2 separate regions of the Sus scrofa genome follow, and region 2 is linked to region 1. The links are chromatin contacts, called in public Hi-C maps. All regions are on one chromosome and are shown on one strand. The core of a region is the stretch at or near the end of the contact, and the rest is flanking DNA. Distances in the headings are between cores, read along the strand shown.

The links. Hi-C and Micro-C count contacts between places; a contact is called where the count stands out from the background.
Region 2: a contact with region 1 is called in a Hi-C map of skeletal muscle, with 2.4 times the contacts expected there. The contact joins the promoter of CBX4 here to the enhancer-like site in region 1. A contact is called at or near these places in 2 of 5 promoter capture datasets (fetal skeletal muscle and liver), 8 of 47 Hi-C or Micro-C datasets (alveolar macrophages, embryonic fibroblasts, epiblast stem cells and 2 more) and 1 of 2 datasets of contacts at active chromatin or transcription factors (skeletal muscle).

The regions. Positions count from the first base shown.
Region 1 is chr12:2,428,151-2,431,688 of Sscrofa11.1, forward strand. All of the region lies in intron 4 of TBC1D16 (TBC1 domain family member 16), which reads left to right. Among named protein-coding and RNA genes, the nearest start is that of TBC1D16, 46 kb to the left of the region's middle. Within about 2 kb of position 2,216, at least 10 of the 83 cell types and tissues checked have an H3K27ac peak or open chromatin away from gene starts, as enhancers often do. A contact at or near this core is called in skeletal muscle, where this site is marked.
Region 2 is chr12:2,519,403-2,522,525 of Sscrofa11.1, forward strand. It overlaps CBX4 (E3 SUMO-protein ligase CBX4), which reads left to right and starts at 1,511. Exons shown (of 5, transcript XM_003131145.4): 1 at 1,511-1,702; 2 at 1,849-1,892; 3 at 3,071-3,123. The coding sequence starts at 1,634.

The DNA.
Region 1 (3,538 bases), core at 966-3,465:
TTGGCTTATTGGTTTTTAAAGTAATATTTTAAAAATTTGCTATATTTGATACATGCTATATATATGTGTGTGTGTGTATATAGATATAGATATAAAACATGTATATGATGCAGCATAATAATAAAATGCACCCCCATTACCCTTGGCACAGCTGCATGCCTGAACTGACCCAGCCACTGAGGCTCCCTTCCTTCCCTGGAATCTGGACTCCGGGAAGCATCACTTTCTGGGATGCCGTGGGCATTATTTCCTCCCTCTTCTAAGGCAGGTTGGCCACATCTGTGTACCTTTTCCAACAATATGGGTTTAGTTTTGTCTGATTTTGAGCATATTAAAATGTCAGCATCCTTTGCAACCTTCTGTGACCAGCTCTGTGTCTTAAGGTCATGAGGTTTATTTCCCGGGACTGCCAGGAGGTACCCCAAGCTGTGACCATTGCCCAGTTCGTCCATCCGTGTCCCTGGCACTCGCTGTTCGGTGTGTTTTCAGGGGGTTTCTCTATGACAATTCTTGCACCGGGCTTTGGTGTGGGGAGTGAATCCCTCTGGGCTGTGTGTGCTCAGCTTCACAAGAAACACCCATTGTTTTGCACAGATGATGGGCCGGCTTACGCTCCCCCCCACCAGGATTATGTGAGTCCCGTCCTGCTGTTTTCAATTCATGTCCTATTATAAATTCTTTCCGTGTCCTCTTAATGGCCATCATTTCAAGCGCCTCCCTAATATCCTATTGGGAGGATATATGACATTTCACTTGGTGGTACACCTTTCATGGACACTGAGTTGTTTCCAGTTTTCTGCCGTTCTTATGAGATACCTGCTTCTGCTTGGTGCTGGTGCACAAATAGGATTATTCCTCCAGTGGGTTCCCAGAAACAGAATCAAAGAGGGAAACGTTTTCAGTTATTGAGACACGTTGCCAATTGCTGCTTTAAAGGTGTGAGCCTTCATTGTGGACAAATTCATAGACGGTGCACAAAGATGTAAATGTTTGTGTACACACACAAACACACAGGGTTCCATATTTACATGTGCGCAAAAGTCTGATGTGTAAGTTCGTGCACGTACAAAGGTTTAATGCGTACATATGCACACATACCGAAATTCAATGTGATATTGTTTATTTTATAAAAACCAAAAACAGGAACCACCCCAAGTCTTTGTCCATAGAGAAGGTATAAATAAATACACAGAACCCGAAGCAACACTTAAAAAGAAATGCAGCTGACCCGATGTACTGACAGGACAAAGCCGAGGTATAGTAACAGAAAAATCCAGCTGAACAGTATTGACAGCCTGCTCCTATTTCCGCTTTAATGTGTGTGTGGGGTGTGTGTGTGTGTCTGTGTGGCTGGGTGTGGGTGCCATAGAACACCCACAGAGGGCTGCCTGGCCCGTGGTTACCTGTGGAAGGGCAGGATTGAGTCCGGGCTGAGTCTGGCAAAGGAACAAGAGACTTTACAGTTTTGCTTTACACGCCTCTGAGTGAATTTGTAAGCAGCATGTTCCTTTTCCCATGAAAGAAGGGCTGGTGGAGAGGGTAGACATGTGCCCGTTCGCCTCGCCCAGGGCAGGAGGGGCTGGTGCCAGCTTCATAGTACACCTCCCAACGTCGGCTTCCACTCCCTTGGAAATAAATCACTGCTGACCCGTGGGCTTGAAAACCAGGCTCCTTTGCATTTCTTTATGACTGATGATTTGAATATATTTCTGTAGGTTTATTCACATCATTTGTGTGTGTGTGTGTGTGTGTGTGTGTGTGTGTGTGTGTGAAGTATGTGTCCGTGGCCCATTTATTTCCTGGGGTCTTTGTGGTTTTATAGAAGAGTACATCGGAAAGAGAAAGCCCTCCTCTGAGGGTCCCCCAATCTCCCCGCCGTATCAAGATTTGGGGATGGTTTTCACGGAGACCAGGAGGTAGGGAGCTACCCCATCTCCCTGAGACCTGCCGCCCACGGCCTCCCTTCTGCCCTGTACACGGCTCCGAGGACAGACAGCCGCCTGGCAGTCGAGGCTGGCAGCGAGCCTCTGGGTGGGCTGAGTCAGGCTGCTGAAGGACGGCTGTGCCACCCTGAGAAGCAGAGCTTCCTAGGCCACCCTCCTCAGGTTGGAACGGCCGTTTTGCTCTAGAAGATCCGTCAGCCAGAGTCCCAGTCCCGGTTTGCCTTAACTGCCCCGAGCCGAGCAAGCGGTGGCTCGGCGCCAAAGGCTGCTGTTGGTCAACGTGGAACCAGGCCCAGGGGTGACGAAACAAGAGTGGTGTGGAAGCGGCGTCACGGGAGAAGGCAAGGGAGCCCGGTTCTGAGGTCGCTCCCCGGGCAGGCGCTCTGCAAGGAGTTCGGGCTTGTGGGGTCCACCACGTGGATGGGAGTTAGAGGGATGTAAATGAGTCACCAGCGCCCATCCAAGAAGGCAGGCACGTTTTATTTTATTGTCACTATTAGTCGCAGTTTGGGGTTAGAAGGGATAGTGACGATGGTCGTATAACTATAAATATGGTAAAATTCATTGAATTAAAAAAATGAAGTGATAGAGGGTAGCAACTAACATTCCCCCAGGACCTCCCACTGCCCAAGCCCTGTTACTGACTCCTGCCCTCAATGCCAGCAGCTCCGGTCGGCTCTGGTGTGGGGGTCCCGCGGCAGTCACGCTCCGCTTCCAGCCTGTCCGGAGGGACTGAAGGTGCCAGGCCGAGCACAGGCGCGCACAGCAGGGTGGTCCCTGGGTTGTCACTCTGAGCATCCCAGATGGCATCTTGAGGAGCCCATCAGGTCTCTGCTACTGGGGCTCCCGCAGGAATTTCCCTCGAACCCAGACTGGCTGAGAGGGGGAAAGAGCTGCATGGAGGGAGCAAGGCCCAGAGGTCAGAATGCAGAAGGTTCTGGCTCCCAGCTCTGCCGTCTCTCCCACCGGCCATGCCTCTCAGCTGGTCCCTCAGTGTCTCTGTTAGAAAAACGATTTGATGGCCTCCTGACCTTTGTGGCGCTTCTGTGACCACGTGCTCTTTCTCTGGGCAGCCCTCGCTTACCCCGACCCCCGAAGGGGCGCTCCAAACCCCACTGCCTTTCCCCAGGCGCCCTCCAGAGGTGAGTCCACTGACCCACGTGACGGCCCAGCAGTCCTCACAGTTAGGCAGAGAGAGAAGGCAAACTTGGGCTGAAAGCCTGAAAAAAAAGAGTTCATGAAATTTAATCAGATGCCTAAGGGGAACACCTAAATTTAGTCAAATTATTATTAGTATTCATTCCATTTTTAAATTGCCTAGGGGAACATCACCGAAAAAGTTGGGAAACCACCAGCCTGGATAGTGATGATTCTGTTCTGCCGACCTGGGGGAACTGCCAGGGGACTGCAGGGTCCCCACCCATGGCACAGCTGTGCCCCCAGCACCCATACGGGGAGCCACTCTGCTGGGTGCGGGGGTGCATGACCCAGAGAGTCCCACAGTGGGGTCTTCTTGCATTTGGCCTTAATAGACTCATACAGGTTCACGTCCACCTAGGCCTCATCAGCCCCCAGCTCTGGCCAAGGGAGCGCAC
Region 2 (3,123 bases), core at 261-2,760, 91 kb after region 1:
ACGCTCAGCCAAGGGATTGCGCAAGCTTCCTGCTCCCGATCCTTCAAGGGCCCGGAGCTGGGGGCCCGGACACACCCCCGGGCAGGAGCGCTCCTGCCCCCGCCACTTGAGCCGCCCTGCCCTCTCCCCAGGCCCCCTCATTCTCCATTCCGACCCCCACAGAGCTCGCGGCCCCGCGGGCGGCGCCCTCCGGAGGCCGCGTGGGGCGCAGCAGCTCCCCCAGCCGGACGCTGGAGCGGCACGCCGGAACGCGCCGTCTCGCCGCCGGAGGTGCTAAACTTCACACTCGGCAGCTTCTTGGGCCGCGTGGGGAGGGCCTCGGCTCGGCTGCGGCTGCCACACGAGGAGCAGGGAGTGCGACTTCGTGACGAACGCTTGTCTCCTCCGCGATTCCATTCACCTCCCCTTCGTGCGGCCCTGCTGTGCCCTGCTTACATTCGACTTCTTCTTGGCCTTCCCCGCTTCACCTTTCGAAGCCCTTCTCGTGACCCCACGAAGTACCCTCGGGCCCCCAAGCAGATCTGGACAGCCTCTTCGCCCCCTCTCTGTCCTCTCTGCCTCTGCAGTATTGGCCGCGGGGTGGGGGTGGGGGGATGGACATCCGGCCCTCGCCCCGCCAAGGAGGGAGCCCAGAGTAAACTAGGAGGCTGTCGAGATCCAGGGTGGGATCGGAAAACCCTCTGGTAAGGTTCTTGAGAGCTAAGGGCCCAGGCTGCCTGCTCCTCTAGTCCCTTTCTCCTCTACCTCGCTCTCCCGGGCGAGCCTTTGCACCCAGCCCTCTCATTCCTCCCCGCCCTTTCTCTCCCACCCCTGGCCTTCCAAAACGCCCCAAGCCTCTTGGGGCGGGGCCGAGCGGCGGGGCACAGAGGATAGGGGGCGCGGGCTGCCCCTGCCTCAATTACGCCCCCTGCCGGAGCCCCCACCCCCCCGCGTCTGCACGTGACGCAATTGGGTGCAAAGGGAAACTGCAGTGGATGCTTCCGTGGCCCCCGGCAGGGGTCCTGGGGCAGTGGGCGCTGAGAACTGAAGGCGAGGGGGCTGGCGGAGGCTCTGGGCCGCAGGCTAAGGGTCGCCGCCGGATCCTCGCGGCCCTGTCAAGCTCTCCACCACCCGCTCCTCCGCCTTCGGCCGACACACCTCTCCAACCCGGTCCCGGTCCCGCTCCCTCCCTCCACTGTCCCTCTCCCAGGATCGCGGATCCCTCCCTCTGCACCTCTCCGGAGTCCTCCTCCTCCCGCCCCCCCCCGCGCGCCCTTCCTCCCGCCCGCCCCCCCCCCGCCCCACTCGCCGCCCAGGCCCGGGGCCTCCGGTAGGCCCGGCTGCGCCAATCCCGGCCGCGGCCCGCCCCCTGACGCCGAACAGGGCCCAGCGAGGCCCCGCCCGCTGACGTCCGGATTTGCATGAGTTCTTGTGCAGCCGCGGCCCGGGCTCAGTTGTCTGAGCGAGTGCGAGCCGGGAGCGGGGCAGGCGCGGGCAGCGGCGGGCGGCCGGGTTGTGCTGGGCGAGCGGCGGCGGCGGCGGCGGCGCGGGCGGCGGGGGCGCCTCGGCCGGGGCGGCAGCGGGGCGCCGGCGGGAGCCAGCAGCGTCTGCAGCCGCGCTGGCCGCCCGCGCCCCGGCGCGCTCCGGCTCGGCCATGGAGCTGCCAGCTGTTGGCGAGCACGTCTTCGCGGTGGAGAGCATCGAGAAGAAGCGGATCCGCAAGGTAGGGCGGCGCGGGGGCGGCGGCGAGGCGGCGGGGGAGCGGCAGCGGGAGCAGCCCGCGAGGAGGCGGGGAGGGGGTGGGGAGGCTGCGGGCCGGAGCCGGGGATCCCGCGGAAGCTGATGGAGTGCTGTCTCTTCCCCCCTCAGGGCAGAGTGGAGTATCTGGTGAAATGGAGAGGCTGGTCCCCCAAGTAAGTAGCGGCCGAGGGGCGGGGGAGCCCGGTACCGAGGCTCTGAGCTCCAGGGCTCCGGACCCGCCGGGCTGGTGGGGTGGTGGGGGGAGCGGACGGGAGGCGGGGTGGAGATGGGGTGGAGGGAGGAGGGGGTGGGGAAGTCGGTGGCAGGCACTGGGGAAGCCGAGCCGCCGAGCCCGAGCCCGGCGCCCTGTGTTGTGCTCCGCTCTCCGGGAAATGCCATCACTAATTTATGCACTAAAAGGAGCCGGAGGAGCTGGAGAGACGCGGGGCTGAGCCGGGGAGGCCGGCGGAGGGAGGGAGGGCGCAGGCACTGACTGATGTGCAGCAGAAAATGGCTCCTTTCCCCTTTCCCTCCACCGAACGGCTCCATATTGCAAAACCAAAAAAAAAAAAAAAATTAAAAAGCGACGAAAATGCAATTGTGTGCCTCTTCCCTCCTAGTGGTGCAGGGAGAGGGGAAAAAAAGGCAGAAAATGTTGGGAACTGTCACTGCGGCGCTTTTGGTGGGGAATTTTTTTTTTTTTTAATTTGAAATGCGAAGGCACCGGATGGAGACAGACGCGCAGGCACACGCACACACACACTCACACAGAGAGAGAGAGGCATATTTTTGTGTTGCTGAGTATTTAGGGGTGCTTGCCCGTGACAGCGGGCTCCAGGGTCGCGAGGGGGTTTGGGGGGGCCGCTTGGCTGACGGTGATCGGATTAGGGGTCAAATGGAGAATGGCTGAAGCCCTCACGGAGACCCGGGCTGGGGCGAGGAGGAGGGGACTTGCGACTTTGCATTTCGGCTGCTTTGCACGCAGGGTTCCTGGTGAGCAAAGTGGCTTTGGAACATGTCGCAGTAACATGCTTAAAATTCTTGACAACTGCAAAATAAACTGCTAGTTTCATTTTCCTTACCCCTCCCCTTTCTTCCTGCCCTTGTGTGTTTATTTTGACTTGGGGAGGGTGTATCAGGGACCGTGTTTGGCCTGCAGAAATTTACCCTCCCCCCCCACACACACATCCACAGCTAAATAGCTTTCGGTTCATGAAGACAGAGTAAGGCTTTATGTCATTCCCCACCTGGAGGCCAAAAAGCTGGCTCGGGTTTTTTTGTTGTTGTTGTTGTTTTGGGGGTTTTTTTTGGGTTTTTTTACGCTGTGTCCCCCTCCCTTTTCCCTTGCAAGATATAACACGTGGGAACCCGAGGAGAACATCCTGGATCCCCGGCTGCTCATCG